Linked DNA regions of Sus scrofa: regions 1 and 3 are each linked to region 2. The links are chromatin contacts, called in public HiChIP or PLAC-seq maps. All regions are on one chromosome and are shown on one strand. The core of a region is the stretch at or near the end of the contact, and the rest is flanking DNA. Distances in the headings are between cores, read along the strand shown.

Region 1 (2,705 bases), core at 177-2,676, 190 kb after region 2:
AGGGCTGGGTCTCACCTGGACATTCAGAGAGCTGGCCTGGGAGCTGAGGTTGGCGCTGGTGAGGGCAAGTGGTCCCCCAAACACCTGGGCCAAATCCTGCATGAAGGCATGGTCGGGAATCCGGACGCCTACAAGCTTTGAGGCAAGGGAAAGGGCATCATCAGAAAGGCTGGAAGGGGTGGGCAATGGGTCTGACTTGGATCCTAGCAAAAGCCAAATGGCAAGAGTCTGGGGACACAAGAGAACCTGACTCACGGGAGTGAAGGGGTTCAGGTCCTTGTTGAGCTCTTCTGAGCGTTCCATCACCAGGGTCACTGGTCCTGGCAACAGGTCGTTCAGGAGCCCCTCAGGTACTCTCACATGGCAGTACCTGGGAACAAAGTGGGCACAAATCCAACCAAACGAAAGGCACTGCTGGTCCTATTCCAGACTCTAGGGAGATCTAGAAAAGGTGACCCTAGCGACTACAAGGGGATCCACCTGTCTTTTTTCTTCAAGCCCCCAAGAATTTGAGCAGAAGGTAGGGCACCAGTGGAGCATCCCAAGCTTGGAGCCCACATGCCTCTCGTCTCCGAGCTACAGCGCTTTCACGCTCCATGTTTTACTTTCTTCATGGCACTATTAAACTAAGCAATGTGGTCCCCCGCTTTTTTCTTAAACCGTGGCAGTCCCCCCCCCCCATTACCACGAAAGCGTCAGAATAGGGACCCCTACTGCCTCAATTATCGGTGCGCCCCCGAGCTCGTTTAAGGCTGGCAGACGCCAAGTGCTTCGCACACGTTTCCAGTTCCGGATTCCTGGGTGAGCATGGACAAGCCCCTCCCGCTCTCTGCGCCTCAGTCTCCCAAGCCTGTCACCGGAAACCCCTCCCGCGGTGCCGCCCCCAGCGGGGCCGGGTCGGGGCGGCCTCACCTGTAGACGTCGGCCACGCGGCCCAGGCATACGGCCAGCGGCTTGGTCTCGCTGCGGCCCTTGGCGAGGTACACGGCGCCCAGTGCTTCTGAGCAGCTCGCGGAGCAGGCCAGGCCGTACAGCGTATCGGTGGGAACGGCCACCACGGCGCCGGCGCGCAGCTCGGCCACGGCGGCCCGCAGTGCCTCGGTCCAGCCGGCGCGCTCCGGGCTTGCGGCCCGCACGGCCCCGCTCCCTGGGAGCCGCAACAGCCGGGCCCCCGGCGCTGCCGGAGCGGGGCTCGGCGGGCGGAGGAGACGCCCGCTCCGGGCGGAGCCCGCCGGCCCCTCGCTCAACCCCATGCTGGCAGCCACCGCGGCCCTCAGCCCCCTGCACGGACGCGCCGGAGACATCCGCCCAGACCCACTTCCGGGAGGAAGTGACGCGCCCACTCAGCTTCCGGTTCGAGAAGCTCGGCCCCACCTCCGCGCCGGGCAACTTAAAGGGACCGCGACCCCCAGGAGGATTGAAGGAGACCGGTGGGGACGGGGCGGGGCGCAGCTTTGCGGAGCCCTGGCGCAGCGCTGGGGAGGGGGGGCGGCCGAAAGGGGGGCGGTGGTCGGGCCGCGCAGGCGGAGATGGAATGGGGCCCGGGCTCAGACTGGTCACGGGGGTGAGAGGGGGCCCGTCGGGGAGGGGGGAAGGGGCTCTGACCCCGCGCAAGCGCCGGCCCTGACCGTCTGTCTCGCTCTCTCCCGGGCAGGGAGGCTGCCGGCGTGGACCGTGGGAAGGCGGGGCTGGGGCTCGGCGGGAGGCCACCCCCGCAGCCGCCCCGGGATGAGCGCGCCCAGCAGCTGCTGGACGCGGTGGAGCAGCGGCAGCGGCAGCTCCTGGACACCATCGCCGCCTGCGAGGAGATGCTGCGGCAGCTGGGCCGCCGGCGCCCGGAGCCGGCTGGTGGCGGGGTCAGTGCCCACCCCGGGCTGGGCCTGGGAGGTGGGGACTACCCACTGGCCGCACTTGCTAGCCCTAGCTTTCCCTGGAGGGTGGAAGAGTGTCCCCACCGCTTTACCCCCACTGCCTTTCATCTGGATGAGAGGCTTTGAAAAAGTTAAGTGCTATCCAGATGCCAAGTGGCCATCTCTTGCGGGGGCCTAATCCAGGGCCTTTCTTCCCAGCCTCACTTTTTTTTCCCCCCCCCAACCTGTTCCAATCAGAACGTCTCAGCCAAACCTGGAGCGCCCTCCCAGCCAGCTGTCTCCACCAGAGGTGGCTTTCCAAAGGATGCTGGCGATGGAGCTGCGGAGCCCTGACCATCTCCGAGCGGGGCGCCCTGACTTCTCTCCCTCCCCGGGGCTGGTGGCTGGACTCTGAACAACTCCCTTTCAATAAAGGGGCCAGTCTTCACTGGCAGTGGCTGGTATTTGGCTCTCAGCCTGGGGTGGCAGCTCTGCTGGCAGCTGGGTTCACTCCCACTTCATCCTGGCCGAAGGCAGTGCTGAGCTTTGAAATGTAGCCAGCGAATACCCAGTCTGATTATCCGGATTTGGGCAGGCCAGCAGTGCTTGCCAGAGTGGTCTGGCCTGCTTTGTGGGATCCAGGTGGTGTTACATGTCCATTTCATGCTTTGGGGGCTCTTAGCCCCAGGAAACACTTTTAGCAGAGCCTTGATTAAAAGGAAACCTGCAGACTCTCCTGGTGACCGACCTTTTCCTTTCTGTCCCCTGTCTAAGACTTTGATGCCTGGGGATGGGGGGAAGCGGTTGAAAATGGACAACCATGGGCAGGGATGGGAAAAAAATGCCACAGATACT
Region 2 (2,700 bases), core at 62-2,561:
CTAATACATATATGTTCCTAATGTACCAGCTTTTTCATTTCCCAATGTTTGATCTCAGTGTAATCAACAGCAAATAAATAGTAATTCTTGCCTTACACCTCAGAGAGAAAAAGGACAAATGAGCATACTGGCCTGGCTTCTCAAGTCACCTGTCTACTCCTGAAGTGATGCAGTAGAAAACAGACTGAAATCACAGGACTGGTGGCTCTACTACTCACTAACTGTACCAACTGTGACAAGCCACTTGCCCTATTTTGGCTAGGTCTCTTCATCTATCATGTCTTGGTCTGTAACGGCCTTATCGGGTCTAACTGTAAAATTCCAGTCTACACCAGCGGAATAATTTATCAGCAATCTAGGGAAAACATTCAACATGAATCAAAATTTAAAAAAAACCTTTAAGCCATATCTTAATACATTTTATTAACCAAACCCGAATGGAAGGGACTCCCCCCAAAGTTATCTTGTTCATCTTGTGGTGGAACCTCACACACATCTTAAAAAACATCTTTACTGAAATGACTGTAGTGATTTATCTGCAGCGTTTTCTATGCACTTTACCAGACGGGACGACCCCAAGAGCCAAATCTACAATTTCTTTCTCATTTCAATGGTCAAAGCAAAGGTGGCAGGCAAGTGTGGGCCAGTGCAAAAGGCCAGCTGGGTCGGGCTACATCCCTTTTAGTCTTGATTTCATCTAATTTACTTTTAGTAATTCCTTGAGCTGGAGAGCTGGACTCATACAAGACTGAACTATATTGGGGAAGGGGCTTCAACACGTGACACACACAGGAACACAAGAAGTCACATTTAAGAGCCCCCTGACAACTCGGAGCTTGCACCTCTCAGTCGGAGACGCCCTAAGACTGCCAGGCCTGAGTGTTCACTTCTCCCGGCTTTAGACCCATTGCCTGGCATCTAGTCTTGACGGACGTGCCAGAGTCAGCCCTCCTCAGGGCCTCCGAACAAGGAATTATCCTCCTTCTCATCCTCAAAGGCCACTTTGCTTGAGCTCAGTTCATGTAAAACCACCCGGCGTCCCTCCCCCCAAGCTTCCTCCAAAGCCCCACCCTCCGCGAGCCCCGCTGCCTGTACCGGGATTTGTGCTGGCATTAGAAGGGTTGATAGTACTCCGTCCTTTGTACTTGGGCTTCACCATCTTGCCGAAGGGACGGGGACCGGAGTGCTGGGTCCGGCCTGTGTCAGGTAAAACAGCTCTTAACTTCCCAAAACGAACCGAGGTCACCCGCTCGAACTACGCTGGACCGCGTGCGCAGGCCGACGTCACTTCCGCTCGCACCCCGTGCTTCCCCCGAACGACTTCCGGCGAACGCGCGCCGCCGCACTCCTGGCTCCGCCCCCGCGCCGGCCTCTTAGATGTTTCCTTGCGTCCAGCCCCGCCTCGCTTTCTCCCTAGCAACCGCCAAGCTACATTCCATAGCAACCGCCTGGTTACCCAGGACGCGCGGCCTAGAACCGCTAGTGGAGTCCACGCACAAACTTAGGTGCCTCTTCCCAGGTCAATGACACAAGCTTGAGTTTAATTATCTTCTGAATTTGTCCTCTAAGCCCTTCCAAACGTCGCCGACCACACAGCAGCTAAATACCAACTAGATCTTGTCACCCTTCTTAAAATTCCAGAGAGAGAGAAAGAGAGAGAGATTTAAACTCTTGGCCATTCCTGCAGAATTCTGCATGATCTGGTCCCTGCGTATTTACTTGACCTCATTTGTACCTCCCTCCTTCTGGTTATTCTGACATTTACACTGGCTGTTCCTTCTGCCTGAATCATCATTTCCCTAAACCTTTGCATAGCTAGTTCCTTCTGATCTTTCAGTTCTTAGCTCAAATGTCACCTACTGGTAGGGTTGCAAGTGTTAGCAAATAAAAAAACAGGATTGCCCAATTAAATTTGTTATTCTTTCCCCAGTTAAATTTGAATTCCAGATAAACAATGGAATATATTTTAGTATAAGTATGCCCCAGGCAATATTTGGGACATACTTATACTAAACATGTTTATTATTTATATGAAATTCAAATTTAATTGGGCATCCTGTATTTTATCCGGCAACCCTTTCTTCTGGGAGAAGTCTTTCCTGTCTAATTGGTCTAACTCAGCCATCTCCCATTCTTCTGTAGTTATTCGCTTATAGTATTTGGTTGTATTTATTTCATGGCACTTATTCTTACTTGAAATTAGGTTGTTTCCAAGTTTATCGGCTGCTTCCCCCAAACTGGATTGCAAGCTTCTTGAGAGTAGAGACCTCAAAAGTTTGTTCACTGCTGTGTCTACAAGACTTCAAAAAAACCTTGAAATATAGTAAGGACTAAATACATATTCACTGAATGAAGGAATGAATGGATGACATCTTAGCTAGGGCTGCTATAAAAAAATACCATAGACTGAGTGGCTTAAACCACAAACATTGATTTCTCATCATGCTGGGGGCTGGGAAGTCAAAGGTCAGGGTGCCCGCATGGTTTGGTTCCTAGTGAGAACTCTCTTCCTAGCTTGTAGACATCTATCTTCTCACTGTATCCTCACAGGCTGGGGAAAGGGGAAGGTCACTGGTCTCTTCCTCTCCTTAGAAGGGCACTAATCCCATCATGGGCTGCATCCTCATGACCTCATCTAAACCTAATTATCCTCCCAATACCATCACATCAGGGATTAGAGTTTCAATACATAAGTTTTGT
Region 3 (2,700 bases), core at 171-2,670, 240 kb after region 2:
ACAGTTAAGGATTCAGTGTTGTCACTGCTGTGGCTCAGGTCTGATCCCTGCTCCAGTAACTTCCCCACGCTGTGGGTATGGCCACCGCCCCCCCCCAAAAAAAACTAAACAAAAAAACACCAAAAAACTTTAGGGGAAATAAGGGCAAAGTGCTTCAAGGCTGAGTTGCTATAAATCTTCAAGAAAGGACACTCCCCCCAAATATCCCCCAAATCAGACCATGAGACAGTAAGTCTAGGGTGGAATAGTCAGGGCTTTGGAGGCAGAGTCACCTACCCACAAATCCCAGCTCTACTACTTACTACTACTGGGGTAAATGTTCTGTGCCTCAGTTTTTCTCACAAGTAAGGTGAGACTGGTAATTCCTATTCTCAAGAAATTGTTGTTCAGAGTAAAAGAGATTATGTATGTCAAGGCACAATGTCTGACAACCTTGGAGGACTCAAGTGTGAATTTGTTCCCTCCTTCCAAGAACAGATGGGTAGAGGGGCTGATCCCTAATCAGGCATATCTAGTGAAGATCACTTTATATATTTCTCTCCTAAAACAATCTGGTGTCCACTAGTAACTATGCTTTATAGTGTCCTTTCTACAATGAGGGAATGATGAGTCTTATTTATAGTGACTCTTCTTTTACCTGCAAACACACAGGTTCTACAAATGTAGCTTTGGGAGACTGAGGAGTGAATTTTAAAATATTTAGCACATCACTTTTAGTTTTCAGTCTGGCTTTGCACTTTAGCTTTCTCTTCTGCTCTGGATTAAAGTGAACCTTTAACGCTGTAGGGCAGCTAAACAGAGTAGTAGTTACCAGAGACAGGCCAAGGGATCTGATCCGGGAGGAACCGGCCCGACCCCTTGCTCTGGCTTACGCAACCCGGTAGATGCACATTTCGCTGCATCTGAGAGGAGAGATAAGAGTACCGGGGGCCCCACTGGGCTGACCCGGCACCACAGGCGGCAACGCGGAGACCAACTGTCCGGAACAAACAAGACCAGGAGATTCGAAGGTAGCAAACGAGAAGTACAAACGAAGCACCCTTGAGAGGAGGCTGGGAAAAGGAACCTGTCTGGGATAACCCCCAGTCCGGGGCTACACGGAAAAACCCGAAGACAGGCTGGGGGGCTCCAAGCCGGACGGAGAGGGGCAGGGTCCGGATCTCCATGGAAACAGGGGAGGGGGGCTGGATACCCATCCCCATGGAAACGGAGGAGGGGTGGGGTCCCTATGGTGACCGGACTGGGGTCCCTACTGGGAAATGCTTCAGGAGGGAGCCTAAGTCCCGCGCCCCCCAGGAAGTCCCCAGCCCAGGCCGCGTCTAATTTCGCCTTTTACCTCCGCGGCTCCCGGCAACAGCGGCGGCGGCAGCAGCTTCTCCCCTCCCCAGCGGCACCATGATTGCCCCCACCTTCCCCGAACGTCACTTCCGCTTCCGCTTTCCGGAGGAAGGAGCAGATATGGGCTCCGCCTCTCCCTGGCGCTTCTGGTTGGTTTAGCTGGTGTGGGGGCTGAGCTCGAGCCTCCAATTGGCGAGCGGGAGAGGCGGGGCAGGGCATCGCGGAGACCTCGCGGAGCGTGTTTGTCCCGCGCGGGCTTAGGCTCGCCTTGTCCGCTCTCCTCACGGAGTCGAGGATCCGCTCCAGAGGCACCGGACGCTAATCCAACCACTAATCCAAAGTAACCTCAACCCAGTTTGCGCTGCCCTCACCCTGGTAGCCACAAATGCAACGAGAAGGACCACAGCCGCCGAATTCCAGCCGGGACCGCAAGGGGAAAGCCTGTAAAATTGTGATATTCCTCATTTCTCCTACTATGGCCCCAGCTTCCCCTCCTCACCTAATAAAGTTAATATGGGCAGAAGAGCCCAAGAAAATTAGATTGGACCCCAAAGGCAGAAATGAGTATTCCAAGGCTGGCCAGAGGATGCCTCCACCTCTTCCCCGTCTCACATGCTCTAAGACGCCCAACTCCCTCCTCACCCACCTGTCCAGACCGTTTGTTCCAACTTTTTTCCCTGAAGAGACTGTCGACTTCCAGGGTACTCGCGCTCAGGCTAAGGCAGCGCCACCTACTGGCCATTCCCTTTCACATTGTCATCCTACTGGCCCACATCTAAATCACTTTGCACTCCCAAGGAACAGTAAGTAGTGGTGTTCCAAGAAGAGGTTTCACTCGGCTCCTGACTTGTAAATGCCTGGAAGATGTAGCTGTCAGAACTTCTCAGCAGCCACTGCCTATTTTTTAAGCTACTTCTCTAGGATATTCAGAGTGGGACAACCCTTAGACACTAGATTAGGGGTCAAGGGGTTGCAGCCATGCCTGTACTCTCTTGCTTGAAAAATGTGAATAGTGGCTATTAACACCAGACTGCCAGGCAAATATCTCTCTGGCCCCTGACCAGCTGTCCCAGTGCTTAAGCCACAAACTTCCACCTGCTGAGAGCTGCCACCTCTTAAAAGATAAAAACAAACACCACTGTTAAAAATATATTTATCATTAAAATATATTACACATGTGAGAGAGGGAATGCATTATATACAGTTTGGAGGATTCGTTGGCCAGAAAATTCCACTTGTTTCACCAGAACAACAATTTCTTCAGTATTTTCATTTTCACGCCACTGTATTGGCCTCAAAGGCTTAGTGGCCAGCTCCAGAGGTGAGCCACATTTGAGTTGGAAGTGGGGTAGGGTTTGCATA

What was found. HiChIP or PLAC-seq counts read pairs in DNA pulled down with a chosen protein or histone mark.
Region 1: a contact with region 2 is called in an H3K27ac HiChIP or PLAC-seq map of alveolar macrophages. The contact joins the promoter of C6H1orf122 here to the promoter of GNL2 in region 2. A contact is called at or near these places in 2 of 2 datasets of contacts at active chromatin or transcription factors (alveolar macrophages and skeletal muscle).
Region 3: an H3K27ac HiChIP or PLAC-seq map of alveolar macrophages shows a contact between it and region 2. The contact joins the promoter of MTF1 here to the promoter of GNL2 in region 2. A contact is called at or near these places in 1 of 5 promoter capture datasets (fetal liver), 1 of 47 Hi-C or Micro-C datasets (epiblast stem cells) and 1 of 2 datasets of contacts at active chromatin or transcription factors (alveolar macrophages).

What each region holds. Positions count from the first base shown.
Region 1 is chr6:93,832,340-93,835,044 of Sscrofa11.1, forward strand. It overlaps C6H1orf122, which reads left to right and starts at 1,427. Exons shown (of 3, transcript XM_021095979.1): 1 at 1,427-1,564; 2 at 1,655-1,856; 3 at 2,109-2,586. The coding sequence starts at 1,530. The coding sequence ends at 2,204. It overlaps YRDC (yrdC domain-containing protein, mitochondrial), which reads right to left and starts at 1,437. Exons shown (of 5, transcript XM_021095978.1): 1 at 913-1,437; 2 at 256-370; 3 at 16-135. The coding sequence starts at 1,304.
Region 2 is chr6:93,644,669-93,647,368 of Sscrofa11.1, forward strand. It overlaps GNL2 (nucleolar GTP-binding protein 2), which reads right to left and starts at 1,312. Exons shown (of 16, transcript XM_021095967.1): 1 at 1,096-1,312. The coding sequence starts at 1,159.
Region 3 is chr6:93,882,984-93,885,683 of Sscrofa11.1, forward strand. MTF1 (metal regulatory transcription factor 1) reads right to left here and starts at 1,421. Exons shown (of 11, transcript NM_001243544.1): 1 at 1,337-1,421. INPP5B (type II inositol 1,4,5-trisphosphate 5-phosphatase) reads right to left here. Exons shown (of 25, transcript XM_021095974.1): 25 at 2,488-2,700.